Linked DNA regions of Gossypium hirsutum: region 1 is linked to region 2. Evidence: chromatin contacts called from public Hi-C data. All regions are on one chromosome and are shown on one strand. The core of a region is the stretch at or near the end of the contact, and the rest is flanking DNA. Distances in the headings are between cores, read along the strand shown.

What was found. Hi-C and Micro-C count contacts between places; a contact is called where the count stands out from the background.
Region 1: a Hi-C map of leaf shows a contact between it and region 2, with 3 times the contacts expected there. The contact joins the enhancer-like site here to the promoter of LOC107962413 in region 2. A contact is called at or near these places in 13 of 34 Hi-C or Micro-C datasets (anther, callus, hypocotyl and 3 more).

Annotation. Positions count from the first base shown.
Region 1 is chrD06:63,751,027-63,757,109 of Gossypium_hirsutum_v2.1, forward strand. No RefSeq gene overlaps it. Among protein-coding and RNA genes, the nearest start is that of LOC107963508, 23 kb to the right of the region's middle. Within about 2 kb of position 3,980, at least 5 of the 9 cell types and tissues checked have an H3K27ac peak or open chromatin away from gene starts, as enhancers often do. A contact at or near this core is called in hypocotyl and leaf, where this site is marked.
Region 2 is chrD06:63,683,088-63,689,303 of Gossypium_hirsutum_v2.1, forward strand. LOC107962413 (Golgi SNAP receptor complex member 1-1) reads left to right here and starts at 3,440. Exons shown (of 5, transcript XM_016898797.2): 1 at 3,440-3,640; 2 at 5,502-5,741; 3 at 6,199-6,216. The coding sequence starts at 3,602. LOC107962412 (probable CCR4-associated factor 1 homolog 6) reads left to right here. Exons shown (of 2, transcript XM_016898796.2): 2 at 25-1,053. The coding sequence starts at 92. The coding sequence ends at 916.

The DNA.
Region 1 (6,083 bases), core at 2,730-5,229, 68 kb after region 2:
ATATGTGCTACGTTATTTTAATGTGTGCTATTATTTATTTTTATTATTATTATATATTATTATTAACACTATTATAATTATTATTATTAGCATTATTATTACTAATATTATTAAATACCTTTTTACTTCAAGTTATGTTATATGTATATACATACATACAATTATTTTAGTATACATACATGCGTACATCCCATGTTTCATATATGTTTATATGTACATCTTTTTTGTTATTATTTTACAATTTCAAATATGTATATATATGTGAATAAGTTTTTATAATATAAGTACGTACATATATATACATTTTTTTTGAATTTGTATAAGTATATATATATGCACATTGTTTTGTGTTAGAATTTTTATAATTATGTACATATACAAGTTCTTATAATGTATATACTTATATTTTTTTATATTTTTATATTTTATAATCTATTTATATATATATGTAAATACTCATATTTTATAACTCATATATATATCTTTTATCTATTTTCTTCATTTATTTATTTATGTACATATCTGTTTCTGTTATTGTTATTTTATCTTGCTTTACTTTTGTCTGTTTAGTATTTGTCATGATGCCTGCACGATTGTTTTTATATTAGTCTTATTACTTATATTTTGTTTTTGCGTGATTATTTTACTTACATTATCATCATCATTCCACTACACCCATTTTTATTTAAAATTCAAAAAAGAAAATTTAAAATATAAGTAATACTCGGTATTTGGGATCTTTGAGAGAATCGAGCCCTAATGTGTTGAGTTCCGATTTTCTTCGTTGAATCTAAATAATTGAGATTACTCTTTTAAAAATAATAAAAAGCTCATTATCGGGAATTCAATACGTTGTGTCCTAACGCATTGGATATGACACATTATTTTCCCGAGATGAAGATTTTTTCTAAAAAATAACAAAGGCAATATTTTGCATTTGGAAATTCAAGAAGCGTGCCCTAATGTGCTGGATTTCGATTTCTCGTTTAGCCAAATAGCCAAATACCCTCTTAAAGTTTCAAAGTATGGGTTTTAGAAACCATAAAGTGATCTTGGTTTCGAGAGTTTAAAGTATCGTATCCTAATGTGCTGAATGTGATATTCTTTCGGAACAAGAAAATCTTAAATTCCAACTCATATTATTCAAAATTTTTTAGGATCGTATTTTTAAAATTCTTCAAAGTTTTTTTTATATTCGACATTAAGACATTAACTAATCAACTAGGTACCAATTTCTGGGCGTTACGAGGGTGTTAATCCTTCCTCGTATGTAACCGACTCTCGAACCCATTCTTCTGAATTTCGTGGACCAAAATCGTTGTTTTAATAAAATCAAATCGTTTATTAAAAACAACCACTTTTTGAGGTGATCCAATCACACCTCATTAAAAAAAAGATTGGTGGCGACTCCCGTTTTCATTTTTGTTTTTTAAAACCCAAGTCGACCCCGTTTTCATCCAAAAAATGGTGTCAACAGGTTATTTTAGATATTATGTTATAAAGTAAAATAAAAATAAACATTTAAATTACAGTCAACCTTCTCTATAATAATCTCATTTGTCTACCAATGTAACATCCCAAAAATCAGGTTAGAAGAAATTGAGTTTGAGACCAAGAGTGGAAATCTCTCGATTTTGAGTTTAGATTTTGGAAAGTTTTAATAAGTAAGTTGATTTGGTTTAGTGGTTAAGTATTTTGGTTATGTATGTGAGGTATTGGGTTCGAATATTATCTTTTGAAATTTTGCTACTTTTGACTAAATCTTTATATTTGGACATGTGGGTTATAAGTTAGATTCAGTCCATTTATGACAAGAATAAGTTTATTGGTTTAATGGTTAAGCTTCTGTGTATTTTTTGATGTTGTGTTCGAATCTTTCCCTATGAAAGTAATAGGGAATGTTTTATTTTTGAATTTCTTTGTGAATTTCTTTGTGAGGTAATTAGTTTCAGTTGATTAAATTAAACTTCCCAGAAAACTTCTAGATTTGTGGCATTATTGTGTTTTTCTTTTTCTTTTCCATTTTCTGTTTCTACCATTCTTCCGTTATTTCTTTATTTTTCTTCGTTTTGATTCTTCTCTTCAAACTACCTTCTTTTTTGTTCTGTTATGCCAAATTGATTCTGTACTGGGTCGGACTTCTCCTTTTTGGTTCAATTCATTACCGGTAAGTTTGATTTAAAGTTTGTGTCTGAAGTTCTTCAACGTAACTTCAGTCTCAGACGTTAATCTTAGTATTTTGAGTGCGAATATTTATCTGATTTGTCGTTGTAATGTCGTTTTAGGGACGTGAATTCACCCTTGTTACTTTTGCATCGAATCTTTATCAGGTGAGTATCGATAACCTAATTTTTGTTTCGAGTTTAATCGTTGGAAAACTGATAGTCGACGCCACACGACCGTGTGTCAGACCATGTGAACAATCTATATCTTTATAATATTTAAAAGATTAAATCAAATTTTTATTATTTTTAATGGGACCAAAGTAAAATTTTATTTTTACTAATTTAAAATTTTTAAAAATTTAAAAGAATTCAATGAAAAGTTTTCATTTTAGGGGTAGGCCTTGCCAGTCCCCTGACTAGGCACCTGTATAAAGATTTAATAAAATATGTCTATATATATATATATACTGGGGAAAAGTATGTTTTTCTCTTTCTCGACTAGTTTGAAGCTTCTAGGACCTCCATTGCTTTTGGAGCTTGAGAGGGCTGCTAAACTAGTTTTGAAAGGCTGCGAAATGGGGAGGACTTGGAAATGGAGGATGCTGGTGGAAAGAAGTTGCCTTTTAAGGATACACTTTCGGCTAATACTAAGCAAGTGGGAGAGGTGGAGTCATGGAATGAGGATTTAGAGATTGAAGTGCGTGATGAGGATGGAGCAATCAATTATTGTCCACTTACTTGGAAGTCTATTGGGTTTAGAGACTCGCATGTAGGATACAATCCCTTCGAAAACTAGAAGGAAAATTACAAATTGTTGATCTTGATAATGAATATTACTTAGTGAAGGTTTCTCCCAAAGAAAGATTATGATAAGGGTCTTACCAATATTGGACTTTAGGCAGCTTATAGGAGTTGTTTTGGTGGTGCAACCATAGAGCATATCATTTTCGATGAAAGATCTTCACCTGTCGCATATTGTGGTATGGGTAAGACTACCGGGGTTGCCTTACAGGTATTACAATAAGGATTTGTTCAGAGCAATTGCTGGGGTGATTGGTCAGGCTGTCAAGATTGATTACAATACTATAGTAGGCAGGAGGGGAAAGTTTGTGACGTTAGCAGTAGTGGTAGATTTGAGAAAACCATTGATTTCTTGTATTGGAATTGACAACTTCCTTCAAAGGGTTGAATATGATGGACTATTGTTTATTTGCTATGAGTGTGGGTGTTAAGGACACACCAAAGAAACTTGCGGTGTGCGACAGCCTAAGATAAATGAAGTGCATGAGCAGAACCAAACTGAATTAGTTATCAGGTTTGATCATCTTAAGAAGAAGGATTATGTTGGCAAGCTGTTTAGACCATGGATGTAGGTCCAAAGTCACCAGAGAAAGGCGGTGATTGGGAATGGAGAGGCCAAGGCTCACAGGGAAATTAGGAAAGATAAGGCAACTACTAGAATTTTGAGATTTAAAATCTTAGAGGATTATGGTGATGAGGTGGATATTGAGGAGGTAGAACATAGTAATAAGGATTACTCCAAAAATATAGGAGGGATTTTGGAGCAGGTCCCTAGTAATGCAAAATTTAGAGGTAAGGATAAGGGCAAACAAAAGGAAAACCAATGGTTTAGATAATGAAAAGACTGATATGGGCAATGAGGAGAGTTGGCTTGACATGTCTAGAAACAAAGGCTAAATTGTGGAAACATATAAGGCCAGTATGTGAGTTTAGTGGGCTTAGAGTGAAACCTTTAGGTGATGGAATATTGGATCAATTATTGGTGGACCAAAAGAAACAATTATAAGGAAAGAAATTGGGCTCGATAGTACAAACATTCGGTTGTTTTGGTCGTGGAACAAGATGGGGGATTTGCATGGCCAACCTATAGCATGCAAAAGTTAATGGTAACAATGGTTTAGCTTTGAGTAACCATAATAAAAGAGTTATGGGATATCCTTTCTGAATGGGGTAAGAAATTATCCCAACGGTTGGATATAGAGCTTGACGGGAAAACGATGGGGGTGGTGAATCCAATTCCGAAGTCTGCCAATATTGACAAGGGTGACAATATATAGCATGACCATGGGGTAAAGAAACAAAAAACAACGCAAGATTCAAGTGTTGTATTTATGGTCGATTATGTTGTAGTAACTTGCATTGCTTACTAGATAATATATTGAATCGTGAAATTGTAATTAATCGAATAATTAGCAAAACGACATAGAATACAAATTCAGGACATATGCTAGGGAAATTACTGGTGCAAGACTAAGTTAATCAAGTTCTATAAGAGTGCTTCTAAATATTGTTGATTGTACAAATGGAACTAGGGTATTGTCATGGAATTAAGGTTAAGAATATGGCATTTGGATATGATAAATGAGATTGTGCGTGAATATAAAACATAGATCTTATAAGTGAATTAATTGCCTATTGAATTGATATTATCTTTATGTGCTTTATGGAGTTACCACTTAGGATTATAATGCTCACTTTACCATTGTTGTTTTCTTTACGTGCGCAGGTTAGTCAAATTAAGGAAGAGTTGCATCAACTACTCATAGTCACAACTACCTCAATGTGAACAATCTGCTAATGTGTTGAGTTCAAAAATGGTAGTTTTATGTACATAATAGGGGTCATTATAAGAATCAAATTATCGTTTTGTTTTGGTCGTGTTATGACTTGTATATAGGTATATCTATTCTTGGCTTGAAAATGATGTTAAATGCTTGAATGGCTTTATTTGGCTCTTTGTTAGTATGAAAATATGATTGAGGAGATAGTAGCATGGAATACTATAATAAATTGAGTTTAGTGATCCTTCAGATGATCATTTAGGATTTAGAACTATTGTCATATTGGTTAGAGTGTTACGTAAGGTATTATATATAGGTCTTAGTGAAAGAAAATAAACCTCTTATTAGGCTTACTTAGGCCACGCAACACTTAAGTATTGGTAATTGAGGCAAGGGTACTGTAACAGCTCGATTTATTAGTGGTGTTAGAAATAGTAGTTTAAGGCCACCAAATCCGGTAGGTAAGTTCGTAAATATTATTATTTAATATTTACGAGTCAAATATGGTTTTAAAAAGGTTTTTGAATTAGTAATTTGTGTTTTATAATGATTATTAGGTTAAGTGGTTTTAGAAAGTGAGGTATCGGGATCTTGTTTCTATAAACCGAATCGTAAATATTTTTATAAATATTTACGGAGTGTCATTAAGATGATTTTAAAGTTTCGTTAAAAATTTTTAATGTTTTGATAGTCAATTAATGAAAAAGGACTAAATTGAAAAAGTGTAAAACTTGTTAAATATAATAATTAGGTGATTAAATGACTTAATTAATAAATAAAGAAGGACCTAAGTATAATTGTACCTAAATTTAATGGATGAGGCGGCATAAGAGAAAAATAATAATAAAACAGAGGCACAATTGTAATTTTGGTGAAATTAAAATAAAACAAATTAGATTTGGATAGTTTTCTAGACATTACTTCTTCAATTTTCGGCAAAATAGACATGGAAAAGAGCTTAAGTTGGTTGTTCGATTTTTTCTTCATGTGAGTTCAATTCTTACCCGTTTCTTGTAATTTTTATGTTTTTGAGATTGTTACAATTAGGTCCAATTAAACCTTACCTTAGTTTTTGATTTCATTAAAAGTTTTTAATGTTTCCATTGATGAATCTATATGATTTTAGTTCTTAAATCATGAATTTGAGATGTTGGTTGATATTTAAAAGTATTTTGTTAAATAATTTTGATGAATTTTTCGATTAGGGGATAATTTATTAAATTAATAAAAGTACAAGGATTTAATGTGAAATTGTTGCATAAATGAGATGTTTTGAATGTCGAAACCATTTTTTTGAATTTGAAAAATGGGTATCGATTTTGAAAATGGAAATGGA
Region 2 (6,216 bases), core at 2,190-4,689:
TAAAATTTATTATAATTTTTGCAGATTTGTGTTTTCTTCTTCAAATTGAATCCGAATCTTTTATAAAATTTCTCTTTTGGGTTTTCAAGTGATGTCTTTATTGCCAAAGAGCGATTCAATTCATATCCGTGAGGTATGGGATGATAACGTTGAGGAAGAATTTGCTTTGATTCGTGAAATAGTTGATGATTATCCTTATGTTGCCATGGATACTGAATTCCCAGGCATTGTATTACGTCCCGTAGGTTATTTCAAAAGCAGTTATGATTATCACTATCAAACTTTGAAAGACAATGTTGATATGTTAAAACTTGTTCAATTAGGTCTTACTTTCTCAGATGAGAAAGGGAACTTACCTACATGTGGAACTGATAAATACTGCATTTGGCAATTCAATTTCCGCGAATTTAACGTCAACAAAGATGTGTTCGCTAATGATTCTATCGAGCTTTTAAGACAAAGTGGGATTGATTTCAAGAAAAACAATGAAAAGGGCATTGATGCAATGAGATTTGGTGAACTTTTAATGTCATCAGGGATTGTTTTGAATGACAATGTGCATTGGGTTACTTTCCATAGTGGTTACGATTTCGGGTATTTGCTTAAGCTCTTAACTTGCCAGAATTTGCCAGATACACAAGTTGGATTCTTTAGTTTGCTAAACATTTACTTTCCCACTTTGTATGATATCAAACATTTGATGAAGTTTTGCAATAGTTTGCACGGTGGATTGAATAAGCTCGCGGAGTTATTGGAAGTGGAAAGAGTTGGGATTTGTCATCAAGCAGGTTCAGATAGTTTGCTCACGGCTTGTACATTCAGGAAACTGAAGGAGAATTTCTTTAGTGGTTCGTTGGAAAAGTATTCCGGTGTGTTATATGGTTTAGGTGTTGAGAATGGACAGAGTACGTATTGAGAATGAAAAAAAAGTAATAGAAACTAAAGAAAAAAGGTTTTGTTTGTCGGTACGAGTGTGTGCGATGTATCCCCGCACTTCAATGTACGCTTTGGCCAAACAATTTTCGTAATTTTTATCAATATTTCTTATGTTTATTGTTCTCCTTGATTCTCTCTTTTTCTGCATCATAGATTCTTTTTGTGGTTTATATACATGTTAGTGGTGCATCACATGATGGAATCTAATCTCGATGATAGCAATACTTGTTCTAGCTAAGAATGTGTTTTTGCCATCTTCTATGAGCAGCTTTTGAAAGCAATGCATTACTTTTGAGGCTGCTAAGCTTGATGTCCATTACAAAAGTGTTAGAATGGGGAGTCAGATTTCATTTTGTCCCCTCTACTCACAAAAATGGTAAATTAATCATTGTACATTAGATCAAAGAGCAAAGTGTCATTCTGTTAAAACTTTCATCCATTTTTACTGTTAAAAACTGATGTTTAATAGAAAGGATTAGTTTGCTCTTTAATCTAGTATACAAGGGCTAATTTGTCCATTTTTTGAGTAAACGGAGCAAAATGCAATCTGGCTCCTAGTATAGAGCCTCCATAGTACTTTTACAGTTAGAATGTTTCCATCCAAATCTTTAAAGTTCCCTGCATTTAGATTACATGTTTGCATAAGCTTTCCCTTAGATGTCCATCTTTATCCCTGTTCTTCCACCTTTTCCTTGTGTATCTGTTCTATGTTAGTGGATATTGGCCAACATTGCATGGACCTTAATGCCCATTTTCCATTGATTGTCAGTCTTTTCAGGTACTTTATAGCTATATATATATATAGCTTCTGTCCATAAAGAATTGGATGACAATGATATGATGAATTTAGGCTACAATGGCTTATTTGGAAGGCATTTGTTATCTCTCTTTGAATTACTTGCTTTTCAGGTATTAGTATTGTTCGGACTCTTTATTGTTTTTGAAGTATCTGTGTTGGACACAAAGATATGAGTATATGAATTTGAATGATACTTAAAATACATGGAAAAATTTAGAAAATTTTCTGATACACATGTCTTTATTCGAAACTCGTACTCGAATCCAAGTAATCAATTTAGTAGGCTATCTCTTCCTCAAGGGACTAGATATTAACTTGTACCCAGCTATTCTTTTGGAGGGTAATTTCCCTTTCATAGCTTAGAAACCCAATCTGAGTTGGTCTAACAAAATTAAGAACCAATTTGATCAAACTCTCTAAGATATGAACTGACACTTTTGATGGTTTGAAGTGATTCAATTAAAAAAAGATGAGTTAGAGTCTGGGGTGTAATTTAAAATATTAAATAAAATTTTGTTTTTGGTGAATTACAAGAGGGAAAAACCTTAATAGGAACATGATTAGTGCAGTTTGAGACAGTGAATACTCTGACCATTAAACTAACCTGCTTAAATCAATAACTAATCATTTTAACTTACCCAATGAATTATTTTAACCAAAACAGAAATCAACCACCTAAATCAAATAGTTGGTTAAGTGGTTATTGAATGTAATGAAAGAAAAAGAAAATATTATAATAATTCTATTAAAACTCGCTTTAAACCCTTTACGATGTAGATGAGAAATAAAATTATGTAATAAATATTTTTATAAAATTAATATAAATTAATAAATAAGGTTTTATTTTAAATGATAAAGTAAATATATTAATAATGTTTTGAGCTCAAATATCATCATGCGTATATTTTAATTTTATTTTATAAACCCTCCAAATAATTATATATCAATGACATTTATTAAATTCAAGTTTTAAATGGCATTTTAAAAATAATAATATTAAGGTTAAATTTTGGCATTAGTCCCTATACTTTTATGAAAATCATGGATTTAGCCTTTATATTTTAATTTGGTCATTTTTAGTTATTGTACTTTTCAAAATTTAAAATTTCAGTCCTCACCAAATGATAACTGTTAAATTTATTAAGTTATGCTATTTCTAAAATTTGATGCGGCAAACATATTATCATATGTATAATGCCATGTTAATTTGTTACTTTCACATATTTCTCACTAAAAATCCAGTCAATGGATTAACGACCATCATTTATATTAATATTGGAGTTTTAAAATTTTAAAAAAAAAATATAGGGGCTTAAAATGATCTAATTGGTGAATATTGGCTAAATCTACAACTGTATACATAGTACATGACTAGCAATTGAATTTAATTAAACATATTTAACGGTTATTATTTGGGCCAAAACTAAAATTTCAAAATTCAAAATGCAAGGGGACTAAAATTAATCAAATATACGGACTAAATCTATAACTTTTGCAAAGTACAGGGACTAATAGAAAATTTTAACCTAAAATCAATCTTTGAACCTAATTGCCGTTAGGATTGGGTTCAGAGAGCAGACGACCTATCCCTGTCCCCAAACAACCCTTCAACCTACAGCCTTCTTCAAAACGAAGCGTTTTAGTCCTTCAAATATTTTTTTAATTATTTTTCCTTTTAATTTTTTTATATATATTTGTTTGTACATATCAAATCAAAATAGTTGAAAAACTCGTAAGTAAATAAATAAATAAATAAATAGAATCCTCCAAAAATTTAAAAAAAAAAAGAGAAGAAATTTCGAAGGCTTTGAAAAAAAAAAAATCGAACGAAGAAGAATTTGTTAAGCGATCGATCTGTGGATTACGATGGAAGTGCCTGTCTCATGGGATGCTCTACGCAAACAGGTGTGTTTTGATTCTGTTTGATTAGAAAAAATATAGAAATTTTGGCATCGGAAAAACCTAGGGTTATATAATTCTATTAGATTTGATTGAATTTGGTGTGAATTGTTTAGGAAGTTCAGGTTTCTTTATTTGGTATTTTTAGAAAATTTCAATGAAGTAAACGAATTTTTTTTTGTTTTTGTTCTATCAGATCTTCAAAATTTCTTCATTTTTTTTTGAAGTAGTTGAGTTTTCTTATTGGAATTTGTTCAAATGAAATCGAAATCTGGAAATTCAATGTACTGAACCTGTTTTTTCCCCTATTTGGGTAATATTATTGGGGAAACAAATATAGATTATGTATTTGTTGCTTGTACAGAAAAATTAAAACTTTTTGTTAATTTCCAACTCTGGAACTGTTTATACTAATTAGAGATTTAGCTAAGATTTACTGTTTTACTAAAACTTGTTGCACATTTTGTTTGTTCATTTTAATTTTGAGAGATCTGTGGGCCGTGGGGGTATAATTCTCCTAATATATGAAAAAGCTTAGAACAAATGGGCATAGTTTGTTTAACACATACTCATATCTGACACCAGTTAACCTAGGTTTCATGTGTTTCTGTTTTGTCTTTCCTTCGCATATTTTTTGCTCTAAATGAATGGTCCGGTCTATGGTGTCTGTGAATCTAGTTTCATCTCTAATTACAAATAGATGAAGTTTTTTTTTTTTCCAAATTTATCTTTTCTGCTGAGAATGGGAGTTTACCTGTGAGGAGGAAATGCTGGAAGTTTCCTATAGCAATTGATGAAGACGAATGTTGTATTTCTTTGTTAAAATATTTACTTTATCTTCTGGATTTTCTGTGTGGTTGATATTGCAATATAATAAAACTAAATCCAATTTAACCTTGTGTCAAATTACTTGCTGGCAACTAAAATTCGAGGTACTAATGATGTCGTTCAGTTAAATATGATGATATCAGTGTTCGATTAGTTTGCTATCGTAACTGATGTAGATCAGAGTGATGGCTGATAAGAGTTAATTGATTGCCTTCCCTGAATAAGGTAAACAGGATTTTATAAAAAATATAAATAGATGACTTTTCTGCGTAAGTCCATATTTTGATGTAGAGTTCCGTTTGAAATTTGACGGTGGGTGTGAAGGCTTGCCTGAAAATCATTAGGTTCCTAGTCTGCAAGGATATAGCAAAATTGAAAATTGTTATCTTTCTTTAAGAATTTGAACTGTGTCAAAATTTAAAGGAACCATATATGTAGCTGTTATTTCTCCTCTAACTTGCTGATTGAATTTAATTTTAGACTGAAATTGCTTGAGTGGTCGTCCCGCATAAAATCACATATCTTCCTTAATGGTTGTGGATAAGCCTTCTTGTTGAAAATTGTAATAGACTTCTTTTAAAAAGTTCTATAAGGAGAAAATGAACTGTAATGTTTCATTTCCTGCATTATCTAATTAACTGGGTTATGAATTTTGTAAGTTTTAGTTGCCATGCGTAGCATCAGTGCATTACCATTCTAGCTTATATAACTGGTTCAACAATCAACCTTACATTAGACAAGGTACAATATGCTTCCTGATAATCTTTTTAGGTTAAGACTGGAAGAGCATGATTTGAGTCACCAATATCAAAATATTGTTGAAAGAGGTGCTTCATTATTTTCCTCTCGGAATATTTCATTTAGATTTTCAAATTTTAGTGGCAATTAATTTGACATCCTTAAATTTATGGCATTGAGATTATGCCATTGAAATGACCTTCTTTGGCGTTAAGAACCTTTTATTTGCCTGAAGGACATTGGATATATCCTAAAATGGTAATAGTCGCATAATGAATGACTTTGTGCACTGTTATTGCAGGCAAGGAAACTCGAAGCTCAGTTGGATGAGCAAATGAATTCATATCGTAAGTTGGTCTCCAGTAAGGCTTCGATAAAAAATGACTTGGAAGAGAATGGTATTGAATCTGGTATCGACCGACTACTAAAACAGCTACAAGAAGTAAATATGAAAATGCAAGACTGGGTCTCATCTGGTGGATCTGAAATGGTTTCTCATACCTTGACTAGGCATCAGGAAATTCTTCAAGATCTCACTCAGGTATTGTGGTTCATAAAATATTTTTTATTTATCTCTGTCTGCCAGGCAATCTTCATTCTTTGCTTTTTCATTTTTGTCCCTGTAACACAAGCTTTTCTTCTCCCGTCTTTCAATTTAAAGTTAAAATAAAAGTGACTTTATGTCTCCCAATCTGTTTGTAACTGATAATAAAAGAAAAGAAGAGGTTAAGAGCCTTTACAGTGAATGCTAGATGCAACATTTCTTCTCATCCTGCAAATATACCAAATATACTTTGTTTCTGCAACCATTTTCTACCCTGCATACTAGTTTAGTTCGGCATCTTCATATGTCTGTAGACACTTGCAGGCTTGTAGCTTTCTATATGCACCTTTTTGAACCTCCAAATATACATTCTTTTGCCATGAAAACATTAACAGGAGTTACTAGATTGAACTGCGCAGAAACTAACCTGATATTAGACCTGATTGAAGTGCAGGAGTTCTATCGTCTTCGC